2 separate regions of the Hordeum vulgare genome follow, and region 1 is linked to region 2. Evidence: chromatin contacts called from public Hi-C data. All regions are on one chromosome and are shown on one strand. Each heading gives the region's core, a stretch centred on a gene start, on an enhancer-like site or on the middle of the called end of the contact. The rest is flanking DNA. Distances are from core to core; before and after follow the strand shown. Region 1 holds the start of LOC123401271 (ribonuclease J). Region 2 holds the start of LOC123404797.

What was found. Hi-C and Micro-C count contacts between places; a contact is called where the count stands out from the background.
Region 1: a Hi-C map of seedling shows a contact between it and region 2, with 4 times the contacts expected there. The contact joins the promoter of LOC123401271 here to the promoter of LOC123404797 in region 2. A contact is called at or near these places in 2 of 6 Hi-C or Micro-C datasets (leaf and seedling).

What each region holds. Positions count from the first base shown.
Region 1 is chr6H:268,084,781-268,090,308 of MorexV3_pseudomolecules_assembly, reverse strand. LOC123401271 (ribonuclease J) reads right to left here and starts at 2,167. Exons shown (of 18, transcript XM_045095031.1): 1 at 1,968-2,167; 2 at 1,635-1,863; 3 at 1,176-1,299; 4 at 282-338; 5 at 1-163. The coding sequence starts at 2,082.
Region 2 is chr6H:267,714,012-267,718,999 of MorexV3_pseudomolecules_assembly, reverse strand. LOC123404797 reads right to left here and starts at 1,283. Exons shown (of 4, transcript XR_006611914.1): 1 at 487-1,283.

The DNA.
Region 1 (5,528 bases), core at 918-3,417, 370 kb before region 2:
CATCACCACAACGAAGTACTAATCCACAGCAGTCTGGAATTGAATGAGTTACACGGATAGGTTCCACTTCAAATGGACCAGCCTGAAATCTATTTCTAACTCTAAAACTCTTAAGCCTGGATGAGAGAAAAATCCCAAACTCCTTCAAACGCTTTTTTATGAGCTGCCCAAATAAGAATAAATTCATGTCATAACTTTTGAAGATTTGGCAGCAAATATACTAGTAATAATACATCAACATCATGAAACATGCAAGTAGTGATCAAACAATTGAGTGTTACCTCCATCGTAAAAGATGATGCAAAAATAGGTGTGGTCGAATCCAATGCAGGAATAACCTATCAACAGCAACGATGAAGGGACAAATGAGCATATGGTACTTCCAAAGGTGGATAAAAAAAAGCTCAGAAATATGATCTCAAGATATCAAGTTAGCAGTGTCTATGAAAAGCAACATATAAAATAACAAAAATGCAGAGAAAATGTATACATAAAAAGAGCTAACCAGATGCCAAACATTGGCATGGTCGTGTATAATTTAAGTGTGTCATGTTTGAACAAGCCTTGCCCAAACTAACTCAAAGAAAAACTATGGTATTCACAAAATAAAATCAAGTGACTTCTGGTCCCAAGTCATACATCTAACGTTGAGACAAATCAAAATCGATCTATGCCTTGAAAGCAAAGATTGTTAATGATCTATTTCCCACTTAATGCTCTAGAAGGAACTATCAAGAGTACTTCCTCCAAACTAGAAGATCTAGCAAAACAAACACTAGAGATGCCACATGATTTTCCTCATAAGAACACTTGTCATGTGACATTCCCTTGGCAGTTCTTGGATTTAATTGACACTGCAGCTATTTCTGAAACATGCTATTCAGCAAATGGAAACTCTGGCTCAGGATTGCGTGCATTGTACAACACAGAGGGTGTTGTATAACTAAACTACCTATCTTTGAAGTTTGACCACTAAGAGATGCTACGCATGGAAAGAACCAGACTGTAAGCAAAAGGTTCTAACTTGTCAACTAAGGAGTTCCATTGTGCTATTGTGACTCAAAACATGATACAAGACTGTTAGTTTTCATATCATTATCACGCAATTAAGTGAGCGGCAGATAGCCAAGCAATCCTGATAAATGTTATATTAGAGTAACAGAAGAATTATTTACCCAAGGCAACGCACCAATGTGATCTTCATGGCCATGTGTAATAATAACTGCTTCAATCTTGTGGCTCCATTTCTTGATGAAAGTTGTGTCAGGAATAATCTTTTGCACACCAAACTCGTCGTAGCTGACATAAGTTCAAATAAAACCCACTACGTCAAAATTCAGAACACGTGTGGACAGGAAACAATAGATAATGACAGTTTTCCTCTCGGCCTCCGCACCAACTAAGGAGTAAGGGAACAGGAAACTTTGTACATGCACATTATACAAGTCTACCTAGAGAATCCACATAAAAATTGAAGTCCTTGTGAAGCAGTGTGATTTACAAGAGAAACAGTTATTCATCTAAGTCCTCACTTGAATATATGATTTCTAAATGTGGTCAGAAAATGCATTATAAGGATGGCATACGCAGAAAGAGATTAGCAAGCTACAGGAATGCAAGTATGAAACACATACTCTGGGAACATAACCCCTGCATCAATCAGAATATAACGGTCATAGTTCCCGACGAGCATGCAATTCATGCCGATTTCCCCAAGGCCGCCGATTGGGAGGACCCGGAGGGGCGGACCATCCACCCCCTCGTAGAACTGCTCCATCTTTCGCTTGACTGAATCTTCCATGCTCTTAGTAGCACCCTCGGTTCTTCGGAACCTTCTACGGGGTATTCTGGATTCGTGAGACCCTGTCAAATAAAGAGGAGAAGCACATTGGTAGGCCAATTTGGGGTGAGAGAAAGGACAGGTTCGTCAACAGGGGATGAAGGTTCAGAAAGTCGAGACATTTTACCTCTGCCGGAGGGAGCTGCGACCACGCAGCATGATATGGAGGTTGGCGCGGAGGCGGAACGGCGGCGATCGAAGCCGCAGAGGCACAGAGAAGAGAGGGAGGCGAGCGCGACCATGGCGGCGGCGCGGGAGGTTCGGACCGGGGGCCGGGAGGGAGGGCGTGGAGTGGAGTGGAGCACAGGCCGCGAGAGAGCGAATGGGATAACGGAGGAGCCGTGGTTGGCGAGTTAATGTTTTTCTTTCGGGTCGGGGAGTTAATGTTTGTATTGTTTTTTTAAGTTTCACCCTTGCTCGCAATTGGAAAGCGATGGAAAAAAAGAAAGTGATGTAAGGGTCGTTTAACCACCTCGGTCAAACTTCCCAAAGAAAAAGAAAAAAAAGGCATATAGTTTGATATCTCACGGTGGTTTTTTGAAGGTTTTTTTATGCATTTAGCTTCCGCTAACCTCCATTGCTCCAATGTCATTTGTGATCCTTGCGATGATAACTCTCATGCTTGGGAGCTTTTTTCTTGAAGGTGCATTGGTTGCGCTTCTGTCATATTGTCCAACAGGCGAGAAGTCACATTGTGTTGGTTCCCTTCTTTCATTTATCGGCGGTTTCTTTCATTTTCTGTTAATGTTTGTATCGCGGTCAAAGAGTAACTACGCAATAAAATGGAAAACCTTGTAACAGAGAGTATTATATACTCCCTCCGTTCTTAAATATTTATATTTTTAGAGATTTCATTATAAACTACGTACAGATATATATATATATATAGATAATTTAGAGTAAAAATTCATTCATTTTGCTCCGTATGTAGTGTGTAGTTGAATCTTTAAAAGATAAATGTTTTTTCAGAAACGGAGAGATTATTATATTAAGTATCATGCATATGATACTAGTGTATGATACTACATCTTTAATGCATAGTATTATACTCCTTTCGTTTGTAAATATAAGACTTTTTAGAGATTGCAACTATGGATTATATACGAATCAAAATGAATAAATCTACACTCTAAAGTATGTCTATATACATCTGTATGTATTTCACAGTGAAATCTCTAACAGGTCTTATATTTAGAAACGGACGGAGTAGATGAGTATTGTAGCATAATTCATTTATTATCATGCATGACAAATGGTAGCACAACATTTAATATGATACAGTATTATGATATGATACTCAATCCTCTTTTTCTTCATTTAATTATAGGAATGTCACCTCATCAAATATGCCTAGTTGATATACATGATACTATCTATGATACTCCCATTACGACCAGCCTAGGTTGTCCATAATAGGGAGTATCACACACTAGTAATATGTATTATTTTCATAATGCATAGTATCATAAATTAATATCTAGGTTGCCTTATTAATTGTCATGCATGACACAAAGTAGTACAACATTTAATATGATACAACATCCTCTTTTTCCTCATTTAATAGTGTGCCACGTCATCAAATAAGCCTAGTTCACATGCAGGATAATGCTTATGATACTTCCATTACGACCAGCCTTACTGTCGGGCGACCAGCTAGGAATTGGGCAATTGTTGAGCCAACTCCAACGGGCTGAGGAAAACCGCGAGAGCTATATCTCAAGTTATGCAAGACCAAAAGAACTATCGTGTGAAGAATCCACGGAACTCTAGGCTAGTTGCGGCCGTCACGTGGAAATTTTCGATTCGCTCGCCTTCGATTGCCATCTCGATGGTGAAAGGTGAGGGGACCTCATGTCTTCAAGAATTTTATGTTTTTCGTCGTCGTCTGGTGATCATTGTTTTTTGAGAATAAATTTATTTTATTTTTTGGTTGTGTCACAAAATTAGGGAGTTTTATATCTCCTCACATATCTGATTATCCGGATCTCATGAATTTGTTGTATAATTAATCCGAGGCACACAGTTGATCTACCGAGGGCCAAGCAATCATACGAACATGACACCAAAATTTGTTAACGAGTTTCCCCTATGGCTACATCCCGGGGCCAGACTACGGGCGTTCCTCCCCACGACACCGCTACAATACCGCATCCTGGTCGCATGCACACGCCACCAGTTCCCGTGCGTGTTTGTGCGGCATAGGTTGCATCGTGTTTATATCCCTCATTATATATAGGCAAACACTTTCCCGCAGACGTCTGATTTATTTCCTTCGTCAGACCAATCTTGTACCACTGATTCATTTTCCATCTAAAGGCTGAGAACGTCTCCCTCGCTCCACTTAATGCATCCATCAATCAAGGATGGAAGCAACCCACCAACCTGTTAATCAGACGGTTAGGAAAATCTAAACCGATCCATATCTAATCGCTCCACCGCCATTTTCGCCTTTCTCGGCAATCCCTCCGATCTGGGTGACGTCGTAGCTGACCCTATCGTGGTGGAGCGCAGCGCCGGCATCCTCTCCTGAAGGCGAGCGTGGTGGCCTGAATGGTGAGCACCTCCCTGATCTGGGTATGATTTCGATCCTCCATCCCCGTGTTGTTGTGTCGCCTTTGCTAACATAGCCATCTGTGTAGGCCGTCAACATCAGGGCACCTAGGTGGTCGGGAGCCTCACCAACGCTGCACGCGAGGGCGACGTTGCCAGTGTCTAGCTCGGGCGTACCTTAGGAAAGACGAAAGGATGATGCATCGTTGGTCCATATGACGTGCTACATACATGTCGTGCTTCTACATTTTAAATTCGGATAGATGGCTTTTTGATACATTGTGGTTAGCTTCCATGATTTTTGTCGAGTGCATCTATGTTATATGATGTGTTTCTTGCCTCATACGGTCACTGATGGGGTCATAGTCCTAGGGTAGGGTCATAGGCCTGCCATATAGGTCCTACCCAAGGACTACCCCTCACAAAGGACAAGGCCCTAGTCAGTCCCGACTGAATTAAGGGGTCCCCATCATCCAGTCGGTAACAGGTCCTCAACCATCCAGTCGGAGACTAGCATTCGGAAGATACCAAGCTAACCGACTGGCTACACTCGGTACATCGTAACCTCTCTGGAGGGAAACTGTCGTACGTTTCCGGGTGCATTTATTAGCATTTAGAGCATACGTTACCTGTAACGTACGCATTCAATCCCCACTACTCCACCCCTGTACCGGAACCGTTGTGGAGGGCAGCGCACTCTATATAAGCCGCCCTCCCCCACTGGTAGAGGGGTTAGCAAATCATTGTATTCCATATTACACTCGACAACAAGCTCCGAGAGCGCTGAGACGTAGGGTTGTTACCTCCACCGCAGAGGGGCCTGAACTCATACAACCTCGCCGTAGCTAGGACTCTGCCCATCTCATTCGTACCCTACACATCTACTGTCAGGCTTATACCCACGACAGTTGGCGCCCACCGTGGGGCAGGCGTCTAAGCGACTTCCGACGAGTTTGCGACTACTTCCTTTCGTCATGTCGTCCGGTGGAGATTCGAGCATGGGTCACCAGATCTTCTTCGGCGCTCTCTCCTTCATCATCGACGATTCGGCGTGGCTTCGGGATGCGCCCCTCGACATCAAGGCGCTTCCCCGTCGCAGGGCTACGCACTTCCGTGCCGGCGCCCGCGGCATTCTTCT
Region 2 (4,988 bases), core at 34-2,533:
TTATTTAATTATGAGGCAAATATTTTATCATGTCATTTGTGCAAATTAAATAAAAATAGAAGTTAAACATTTTAAACACATGTGAGAGTTGGATATAGTGAAACTGCACAAAATTCTAAGCATTTTTCATGTATAAAGTTTGTAAATCTGATGCACTATTATTTTGTTATGAACTAAATCATTTTAATATTACATCACGTAAAACAATGCAAACAAGGGGTTAAACATCCTTAACCGTGCATGAAAGTTGGTTATTATTAATCTACATGAAATTCCAAACATTATACATATATAAAGTTTTTACATGCGATCCATGGTTAATCAATTATTAGCATTTTAAAATGACGCATTTTTTGTAATTAAAAATTCTCTAGAAAATTCAACAAATTTGAAAACCTAAAAAAACAATACAGGGCGAATCCTGGCGAGCGTAGCATAGAAAATCTCGCCCACGGCGAGAAACTGGGGCGGTTGGCGTTGACTTACCTTGCTGGGCCTCGCCCAGTCGGAGAGGAGGCCGCTCGGACTCCGTTCGTTGATGGGCTGAGGTGGGGCATAGGCAGGCCAGGCGAAGACGCGGCTGGGCCTGGGCTCCACTTGGCCTTCGGACGCCGTTGGGCCGTGATGAGGCTGGCCCACGTCTGACCCGAACTGGTCTATGGACAGGGCCTCTCGGGAGGTTGACACAGGCAGGCGAGCTCCTCGCTCGTTGCAGGGGCGACGCGATAAGAGGCAGCTCCACCGAGGCGAGGAGATGGCTGGATGGAGCTTGGGTTGCGGGAACAGGTGGATCCATCGCGGAGGGGGCTGGATGTGGCAAAGAATGACGGCAAGTGGCAAAGCTTGCTGCTCATGCGGCCATGGGGGGAGCTTCTGTTGCTTCGAGTTACAGAGAGAGAATGAGAGAAGTAGGGAGAGGGGAGAGAGGAGGAAGGAGGAAGGAGAGGGAAGGGACTCGGGTCGACCTGCGGTTGCTAGCAGCAAGGACAACTTGAGGGTGCGACGGTTGGGCGAGCTCTTGTGGCTCGCCGGCCGGTGGAGGCGGGGCGAAGCTGGGGTCGACAAGGTAGACAACAGCAGAAGAGGGTGCGGCCTCGGGCTGCAGGGCACTACGGGCATGCGCACGGGGAGCCTCGGGCTCCCTACGTGCGACGGACGCATCCAGGAGGACAGGTAGGAACGCGTTGCGGAGGCTGTGGGCCAGCCAGGCACAGAAAACAAGGGGCAGCGTCGGATGTTGGTGGTTGGCTGGTATCGAGCTGGCTGGTGGCGGGGATCTGAGGAGGAGTATGGAAGTGGCAGCGAGGATGGGACATTTCTCCTAGAAATTAAGGCTGATCTAAAATGGGCTAGGTGGCTGCATATATATATATATATATATATATATATATATATATATATATATATATATATATATATATATATATATATATAATATAGCTGGATTGGGATAGGGGCTATTTGGTTCCTTCGATCTAAATCGTTCGGTCGTGGTTAAATAGGTTAGGGGTCGAAATGAAAGACCGATGATGGTTTGGGATATTACGGGGTTGATCTGGATCCAACAGTCATGACCGCCGGGTTCGGGTCCAGGGGAAGTTCCTCACTAGGTTGCGAGCAGCTCAGTGCACTGTGCAGAGAGGCTAGGCAAAGATGAGAGGAAAAATGGGTAGCCCGGCCTGAGATTTTTAAACACTAAAAAATGTCTCACTTTTGACTCGCAGTGCCGCTATAGATTTGACAGTTGGGGTATCAAACTAATTTCGTTTGCAATGAAATTTGGCAGGCTGCGTACCTACACTATATTAAGACTGCATGCCAAATTCCAACCCATTCTGAGAATATTTTATACGCACATTTAAAAACAATATTTCAATGATGTTGCGGGCGCGTGCGTGTGTGGTTGGTCTCAAACGATCAACGACAAAAATGGAGTGGACCTGTAACTACAAACATATGCAATTTTTTTAAATGACGACAACAAAGTACCCACACTATGCAGATGAGCTCCATGATGCGATGATAAATGAGACATCCAAATAAATCACACGGTGGTACCGAAATAAAAAGGGAATCTTCTCGAGCGTCGGTTCCGAGGTGTTACACGGCTCACCGGCCATGTGTACTCGTTGCGTAGAAGCTTCGGTGGAGGTCGTCAGGGACGATCCCTTGCTGGAATGAACGGCAGATAGAGGGCATCACATCAGGTAGGTTAGAGACAATCACGGGGAGAGGAATCAGGACCGGAGGAGACAACCGGAGGCGGCAGCACTCGACTTGATCACGAGCTCTGGATGCTTCGGAGGGTGCGTAGATGCTACTTGGGGTCGACTGGGATGGAGCTAGGGTGATCAGAGGCAAGGGGGAGGCCTGGGAGCCTCTATATAGTGGTGGCTGGAGCTCACCATGGACAGAGAGCATGGCGAGTTCGAGGGCATTGCCATGGGCCTCTGGGATGCCCTAGGCCATGTATACGGTGGTTATGGACGTGGTCCTGGTCTGTGGATGGGAAGGGGAGGAACGGGGGGAAGCTTGAAGCCCGCCCATGTGATTTTGCTCATTAGGGCTCTCGGGCGACCGACGCACGTGCGAGGAAGGGCAGCAGGAGGGAGAAGGAAGAGGGGACAGGGCTATGACATGCTGCGGATGACGATGGGCTTCGACACGCGTGCTCGGGAGGCCCGAGGTAGTTGGGAGCTTTGGGATGGGGCGGCTATAGCGCGGGAGTGCACTGTCGCATGCTCTAGAGCGTGGTTTTGGAGACGCCCATGAGTGCCTAGGAGCTAAGGTAAAAGTAGGGATGAAGAAATGGAGAGAGGGGGAGGTAAAATAGGTGTTGCCATAGCTATCCAGAGGGGGTAATTAGAGTTTTTACTCCGCTCCATGATTGAGCAGGGGCTTGAGACTTTTACTAGAGGTGAATGGTAACTAGGAGCTACTCTGGTAGAAATTTGGGGTGAAGGAGAACATTGGAAGGGGTCAAAATGTGTTTTTCCCCAAATCACGAGAAGGTGTTCGATGTGTGTTTCGGAAAGATAAAATTTCCCACTTGTTGTGAGATTTAACAGGACCAAATGATGAGTAAAATGAGAGTGGTCACAATGCTTGAGCTCATTTGAGGAAAGTTGACAATGTAGAGATGGAAAACCCTAGGAATCAACAAAAATGTGTTTCCATTGACGTAACCATGCAAAATCATTACACCTAATGAACATGTTTGTGTGGAGGCATTAGTTAGTGATTAGAACTTGCCCAAAAGGTTTGGGATCAAATGGGAGAACTTGGCAATGTATAGTTCCTCCAATTTTGTTGTGGGCAAAGAGGGTTTGGAATATTTTGGTGAAACAAATCAACTAGGATTGAGATGAAACTTTGCAAGATCACCACATATATCATGTGTGACTTGCTAGAATTTTCTTGTAATTATTTGAGAATATTTCTTATAGAAATATTTCAAATGCTTGAAATAGGCAGAAAGGGTTTTGAGGGGTTTTGTCCAATATTTTGAACATGACCACGTGTTGAAACTCTTATATACGGAAAATATATGTCCAGTGAGTTTCCCTTATTTTTCTCAAATATTTTGAAACCATTAAAATATTTTTTCCCTATTAAAGGCCATTTCTGGCCTCAGAAAAATGTATTTAAATAAAATAGGAAAATAAGTGTTAAAATAATTATTTGGCAGTTTTGGGACGTCTTATATATGGTAGGTTCCAAACAAAGTCTTTGGGGGTAGAACAATCCACCCAATTTGAGGACTTGTAGTACAAACCTCAATCGAGGGGTTTTGGAAAACCTAAATTTAAATGCTTTTTTCCCAAACTAATACTTTTGTCGGGGGGATAACCCCGGGGTAGGCTCATCGAGCCTCCTCCTTCATTTCCTGCCCAAAGGATATGACCAAGTACCGTTTCCCAAGGCCCAAGTCTTCTGGCCGGCTAGACTGCACATGCCGGCTCGAGGACGAGGCGACCAACTCTCTCGCCGGCCACGCAACCCCTACCAGCTAGAGGCGAGATGGCTACCCCTTCCTCACCGTCTTGGCCAAGCCAGCCGGCTAGGAATGAGGTGGCCGTGTCCAAGCCGGCTAGCCAAGCAGGCTAGCCGGTCGGGGATCTCAAGTCACATCAGATCGTAGGTCATGACGAGACCCTACGATTAAAGGTAGCTACGTGTCAGAAGGGTACTGGATCGGAGTGCGCGGTAGGTACGAGCGTCGGCGGCCACGACGCTGACCTACCCCGGCTCTGATCCATCACCTAGCATAGTGTCAAACCGTCAAACTCCCACTCCATTACTGCACTCGACGTGGGGAACAGTGGAGGCAGTTGTACTATCTGCCCATGACGAATCTCGCTTGATGATGCCGGACATACAACGCATGCTCGGCGTCAACCTTACGCGAGAGCTTCATTGGCCAGCCGGTGGGTCCCACCGCCAGACGATACCATGCAGCCGGCGGGCCCCTCAAGCGACAAGACAAGACCCTCATGGGCCCCCTGGCCAGCCGGCGAGGCTGCCAGCCGGGTCCCACTCTTGTACCCTTTATCCATATTGTATGCCGGTGGGTTCGTCTATAAAACCCCCCGGTCACCCTCCATGCAGGGTGTCGGTCGAACTACAGTTCACACCCACCAACCACATAGAGAGAGGCAGAGACGAGCCGGCTGCTCCCCTCTTCCTCCTCCTCAACACAACTCCAGGAGCAACCTTGTAATCCATCCATATACATCATACACTCCGGCAGGACTAGGGGTCTTATTTCTACGGAGAGCCTTGAACCTAGGTACATCGTGCGTTCCATGCTTGTACCAACCTCGTCCCCAGTGCCCTCCATTGTCCCTTCGGTTCTCACCGACTTTAGCCTACCTATGGCATATCTTGTGAGTATTCACCGACATTTGGCGCCCACCATGGGGCCGATCGCGGCATCGGCTCGCTTTACGCGCTGGGCGGGGCCCCACACCTACACCACCAGATGCATC